Linked DNA regions of Mus musculus: region 1 is linked to region 2. Evidence: chromatin contacts called from public HiChIP or PLAC-seq data. All regions are on one chromosome and are shown on one strand. The core of a region is the stretch at or near the end of the contact, and the rest is flanking DNA. Distances in the headings are between cores, read along the strand shown.

Region 1 (2,904 bases), core at 402-2,901, 220 kb before region 2:
AACCACATGGTGGCTCACAACCATCCATAATGAGATCTGATGCCCACTTCTGGTGCATCTGAAGACAGCTACAGTGTACTTGGATATAATAATAAATAAATTAAAACAAAACAAACAAACAAAAATGATTTCTTATGGGCCAGAAAGATAACTCAACATGGCAACGTGTATGGTGGCAAGCCTGATGGCTTGAGTGTGATCCCCAGAATATACATGGTGGAAGAAGAGAACCTAGCAGTTCAAAAAAACAAAGATGCTAATAAAAAGGTTTGTTCTTTTAGTCAGAAACAAGGGATGGCCTTGAACTGATTCTCCCACTGCCACCTGTTTAGTACTTGGTGGCATGGGCCACCTTTGATTCAAGTAATTTAAAAATCAATTTTGAACTACAAAAATACCAAGCCAAAAGAGTTGCCTGTGCTCCTTACACCTCTGTCTATTTAGCTAATTTACAAGGACTTACCACATCCTGTTCAGAAGTCTGAAAACAGTGAACAGAGAGCGGTTAGGTTGGTAATTCACTGCTTTGTTAACCTTAACTTTTGAAAGCAGTCGTTTCCATGAGAAATACACTAGGGAGCAGAAAGGAGTAAAAGACAAGATGAAAAACAAAAGAGACACTGGTCACAAAAATTAGTAGGCCATGGTTTCCAGCAAGGACTTTGAAAATTATAGTGGCTGAGGCTTGTACAAGCTGCCTAGTGTTTTCACACCTTACAATCACCACCAAAGATGTGATTTTTAAGATCTTGGGGGCATAGCCGGGCGTGGTGGTGCACGCCTTTAATCCCAGCACTTGGGAGGCAGAAGCAGGCAGATTTCTGAGTTCGAGGCCAGCCTGGTGTACAAAGTGAGTTCCAGGACAACCAGGGCTATACAGAGAAACCCTGTCTCGAATAAAACCAAAGGGGGGGGGGGGGGAGAAAGATCTTGGGGCATTTGTAATGATGTCGGTCCGAAGACCCAAGCTCAAAACTACTCAGCATTCTGAAAGAGCTCTTTCAGCCAGGAACTCCTTTAGTCTTTAAGGAGTTAACAGGTGGAAAGGGGTTCCCCGTTAATCTGCTCTGAACTTTTACACGGAGTAAACACACCGTGAAAGTGGAAGCAAAATGAAGGAATTGCACGTGAAATCCCTCTGCAAATAGTAAACACCGCTTCCTTTTAGTTAGCTGTGTGGCCTTAAAATTACTTTCTGTGCCTCCAAGTTTCCTCCGCTTAAATAAGCAATGTTGGGGCCTCGCAGGGCGGTCGCGACTGAAACGAAGTATTTAGAACCCACAGCAGTCTCTAGCACACCCCAAGTGCCAGCGACCAAACTGATGAGGACGGAAGCGACGGGAAGTGCTCTCCCCACAGGTGCAGGCTCGGTGATGCGCGAGGTCAGGAGGGGTCGGGCGGGTCTCCGGGTAACGGAGCAGGTTTCCCGTCACCCGCAGGTTCTCGGTGTCGCCGTGCTCGTCACGGCAGGGAGAGAGTCCGGCATGAAAGCCAGAGAGCGGGCAACCAACCGCCGCCCTCCCGCCTGTGTAGCCCGCACTTACGTGAGCCGAGCAGAGCTGCGGGTGCTGAGGTAGCTGCGGCAGGCCGGGCTCCTGCGCTGCGGTCGCTGCCCTGGCCGCCGCCGGCCCGTCCGGGTCCTTTTGTTGTTGTGCAGCTCTGGGAACAGCTGATCGGCTTCCCAGCCCCGCCCCGAGCCGCGCCAGCCGCAGGCCGACCAATCGGCTGCGCGGGGGCCTCCGGGGCCGCCCTGCGAGAGGTTGTCACTAACGCACGTGACCTGGCACTGGGCCGGCGGCGCGCCCGGGGCAGAAACAAGCCCGGGCAACAAAGCGGGAGCCGGAGAACACTCCGGGTGAGCGGGAGGAGGGGGAAGAACAGCGGCCCGGGACTGGCCGTGGTGGGAGCCGGCGGGACCGAGAGGAGAAGAGCCCGACCCCCGGAGCCGCTTCGGCTGAGTGAGGAGCCCAGAGTGTGGGTACAAGGCACTCAGCCCCCTTTTGCTGAGGGGCTGGTTAGGGATAGTAGTTGCTCCTCTGGTCAGTGTGGAGAGAAACCAATAGTCGCGATGCTGAAGGCAACCCACCGCTGGACATTGTTTTAAAAGAAGTCAGGGCCCCAAATACATGGGATGCCTGTGTCCCACTCATTCCTCACCCCTTAGACAGTAAGCCGGGGCCTAGTCTGCCTTATGAACTTGAACAGGAAGCTCTCAGGTCTTGCCCCCCAAGAGTCTGCTCTAGAAAGACAAAAGTCGGGCAGAGGAGGCCAGAACTCGGCCTAAAGGGCCTTAACTTCCGAAAAGAGGAACCCCGAGTGAAGAATTACCTCTGTTTCTTCCCAGGGGTCTGCATCTAAAGCCTTATAAGAACTGAGGAGGTTATGACCTTTTTTACAAAATGTAAACATTCACAGGACGCCTAGGTCCTCACCAGCTATTTATAGTGAGAAGAAAATGAGACACTACATTTATAAAGAGAGTCTAATCCAAAGCTCTACTGCACATACATTGGGGGATTAACTAGGAGTGACAGGAGTCATGTTGGTCCTGTCAGTTATATGGATTCTGTGGGGCTGAGATGTAATCTTCTGGCCTTGGTAGTCTCAAGAGACTCCTAGGTCTCGGATAGACCATCGAGTCACAGCCTGTTTGTCACCTAAGAAAACATCATCGGAAAACACAGATATTTACAATTCACAGTAGCAAATTATACTTATGAAATAGTAACAAAAACAGTTTTTATATTTGGGTCACCACAACATGAGAACTGTATTAAAGGGTCACAGCATTAACAAGGTTGAGAACCGCTGGGCTATACAGATGTGCGGACAAAGAAACAGGTTATAGATAAAGATGACAAATATCTGGCTTCTTCCTCGTCCTCTTGACATGAGACAAAGACC
Region 2 (2,959 bases), core at 454-2,953:
TCTGTCTGTCTCCTAAATTAAAAAAAGAAGAAATAGCAGATGTAGGGAAGGTACAAAATGTATTTGGAGCAGATGACCACCAGCATCGCTGGGGCATAGGTTATGTGTAGGGTAGGTAGGGTAGATAGGTTGTGACCCACCTATGGGTGGCATCATCATTTTTTTTTTCTGAAAAGAAAACAAAAATTTCAGTATTCTCTTATCTATTTCTAAAGGGCAGAGTTGTCAGACATGAAAATGCTTTTAAGTAAGTCCTTGGGACCCTCTACAACTAATCTTTGTGACCTTGATATTTCTGTCTAAATCTGAGACCAAAGAGGCCTCATCTCTTTAATAAACTCCCCAGTCCTCCAACAGATACTTAGCACACAGTACACACTTGACACTCATACGCTTGCTAGCCCAAACAGTCACATTTCTGATCAACCACAAGGATGTGTGAGCCCTCGACTCTTCTCAGGAAATTTAGTCTTGAACCAATAGCAACTGAGATGCTATCAGAGTCTTGGCTTCCCCAGAGTGAGCTGTTTGGCTACTATCTTCAATTATTGATTTTAAATTCCTGCTGATTAACTGCTGGACAGTACTATATATAACTACATTAATCCAGTTTCCTTGCAAAACTTTGCATGGCTTGGGTTTCATGGAAAGCCTATGGAAGGGATGACCACATAAAAGCACTCTGGCATGTTCCAATGAAAATTTATTAGGGGTGTAACCTATGTTTAAGAATGAACTAGGTAGCCAGGTGTGGTGGTGCACGCCTTTAATCCCAGCACTTGGGAGGCAGAGGCAGGTGGATTTCTGAGTTTGAGGCCAGCCTGGTCTACAAAGTGAGTTCTAGGACAGCCAAGGCTACACAGAGAAACCCTGTTTTGAAAACAAAACAAAACAAAACAAAACAAAACAGCTAAAAGAATGAACTAAGTATATATCAAAATGCTCTGTCCTGGGCATTGAACATTTCAGTAAACAGTTATTAAGGCACTGACACAGATGGATGTCATGTTCCATGCCCTGCAAACACGCAGAGAAGAGACAGTCTTAAGCTTCAAAGAGCTTGCTTGCTCTGGGGTAGGTGGTATGGGATGTGGCAGGTGGGGTGGACAGGAGTAACAGTCACTGATGGTGTGTGTGTCAGGTACGGGGAGAGCCTGGAAGGGGGATGTTGACACAGGAGGGGATGCTGACACAGGAAGGGGGTGTTGACACAGGAGGGGGATGCTGACACAGGCCTTCTGAAGGGCTAAGGCATGATGGCTGAGCAAATCATGTGAGGAAAGACAAAAGAATGTTCTGGCCAATGGGACCAGCTTAGCAGTCACGTAGAAGTGAGGGGTACGGTGTAAAGTTAGATTCCTGAGTGTCCTGGCATGGTTCTAGTTTGCCGGGAGGATGGGAGAAAAAGCTGGAGAAGCAGGCTAGTGTTTGCCACATTGTAGACATTTGAAGAGGTTTGGACTTCTGCTCAAAGGCTCTGTGTATGCAGTCCTGGAAGGTGATCAAGAGCTGTGTCAAGATGCCTGGTGTGCTGGTGTTGCTCATGTAGACAGACATCCTGGGAGGGGCAGCAGGTGAGGAGAGGGAGAAGGTGGGGAGGGGCAGCAGGTGGGGAGGGGACAACAATGAGTTTGACTGTAGATATCAATGGACTGGGCAGTAACAATGGAATACTAAGGTTTTAGGAGTTGCCTGCTGTGCAGGAGCTAAAGACAGGAAGGAATTTGAACCATCCTGGTGAATGCTGAGAGGTCTTCCTGCTGTGTCTTCAGATTCTTCCACTCAATTAAGACTTAGTAGGTGGGTGGGAGAGATGGCCCAGCAATTAAGAGCGCTTGCTGCTTTGGTGGAAGAGGTTACATTCCCAGCACCTACACGGTGGCTCACAACCACCGGTAACTACATTTCCCAGGGGACCCAACATCCTCTTCTGGCCTCTGCAGACACTACACATATGTAGGTCAGAGGCAAACATGAAGGCAAAAGACACACACACACACACACACACACACACACACACACACACACAAGCACACTCATGCACGCACTAAAGTAAACTTAAAAAAACAAAAACAAGACTGAAGAGAGCTAGAGAGACAGGGGTGTGAGAAAGGAAAAACTCAGCAAAGCCCCATGACTGTTGTAAAGACAGTGAAGTGTGACTGATCTTAAAGAAGCCCACACCTGTGTTCTCTGTGTGTCACCTTCTGCCTGAGTGTCCCAATTCCCTGAGTGTCCCTATTCATCTCAGGCCTTATTCTGGGAATATATATTCAAATATCTTTAATAAACTCCAACTCTGCTCCATACTGACTATTAGAACTTCTCTCTGTCTCTCTCTGTCTCTCTGTCTCTGTCTCTCTCTGTCTCTGTCTCTGTCTCTCTCTCTCTCTCTCTCTCTCTCTCTCTGTGTGTGTGTGTGTGTGTGTGTGTGTGTGTGTGTGTGTGTGTGTGTGTAGAAGCTGGGAGTACAGTTCTACCCGATTTGAGGTCTCAATAATATGGGAATCCCCAAGCAGGGAGGTGGAGGAGTGGAGCTGTGTCTGATCCTGCTGCCCTCTTCAAACCAGGTTATGGAATGCTTACTGTGGGACTGGACCCTGTTACACCTCTTCCTTAGCCCTCTCCATAACCCCAGGAGAAGTTGTTTGCTTGCTCACAGCCATCCTGGCTGGAGAAGGAATTTAAGTTCTAGGTATCGTTATCTCTCTGATTTTATTGTGAGGTTCACAGAACTAGAGTGAGCAGTTCAAGATCAGGTTGCAAGAGCAAGTGAGAGGTCTGCGGACAAGTCCCCTGTCGCTCGTGTACACCTCAGCTGCCTCTAATGACTTGGGTGACTTATGAAATGGACATGCTTCATCCGAGCGAACCATGTATCTCACAGCAGCTTGGATGAGTCAACAGAAAAGGCAGACCTGACCTTGGCCTCAGCCCCAGCCCCTCCCTGAGTCGCACC

Evidence for each region. HiChIP or PLAC-seq counts read pairs in DNA pulled down with a chosen protein or histone mark.
Region 1: a contact with region 2 is called in an H3K27ac HiChIP or PLAC-seq map of epiblast stem cells. The contact joins the promoter of Trp53inp1 here to the enhancer-like site in region 2. A contact is called at or near these places in 1 of 39 promoter capture datasets (liver), 3 of 484 Hi-C or Micro-C datasets (bone marrow-derived macrophages, embryonic stem cells and nephron progenitors), 15 of 115 datasets of contacts at active chromatin or transcription factors (the SCID.adh cell line, bone marrow-derived macrophages, double positive thymocytes and 8 more) and 3 of 9 other capture datasets (adipose tissue, liver and pancreatic islet).

The regions. Positions count from the first base shown.
Region 1 is chr4:11,155,188-11,158,091 of GRCm38.p6, reverse strand. It overlaps Trp53inp1 (transformation related protein 53 inducible nuclear protein 1), which reads right to left and starts at 1,651. Exons shown (of 4, transcript NM_021897.4): 1 at 1,545-1,651.
Region 2 is chr4:10,931,240-10,934,198 of GRCm38.p6, reverse strand. No RefSeq gene overlaps it. Among named protein-coding and RNA genes, the nearest start is that of 2610301B20Rik, 58 kb to the right of the region's middle. Within about 2 kb of position 1,703, at least 31 of the 459 cell types and tissues checked have an H3K27ac peak or open chromatin away from gene starts, as enhancers often do. A contact at or near this core is called in the SCID.adh cell line, double positive thymocytes, embryonic stem cells and 1 more, where this site is marked.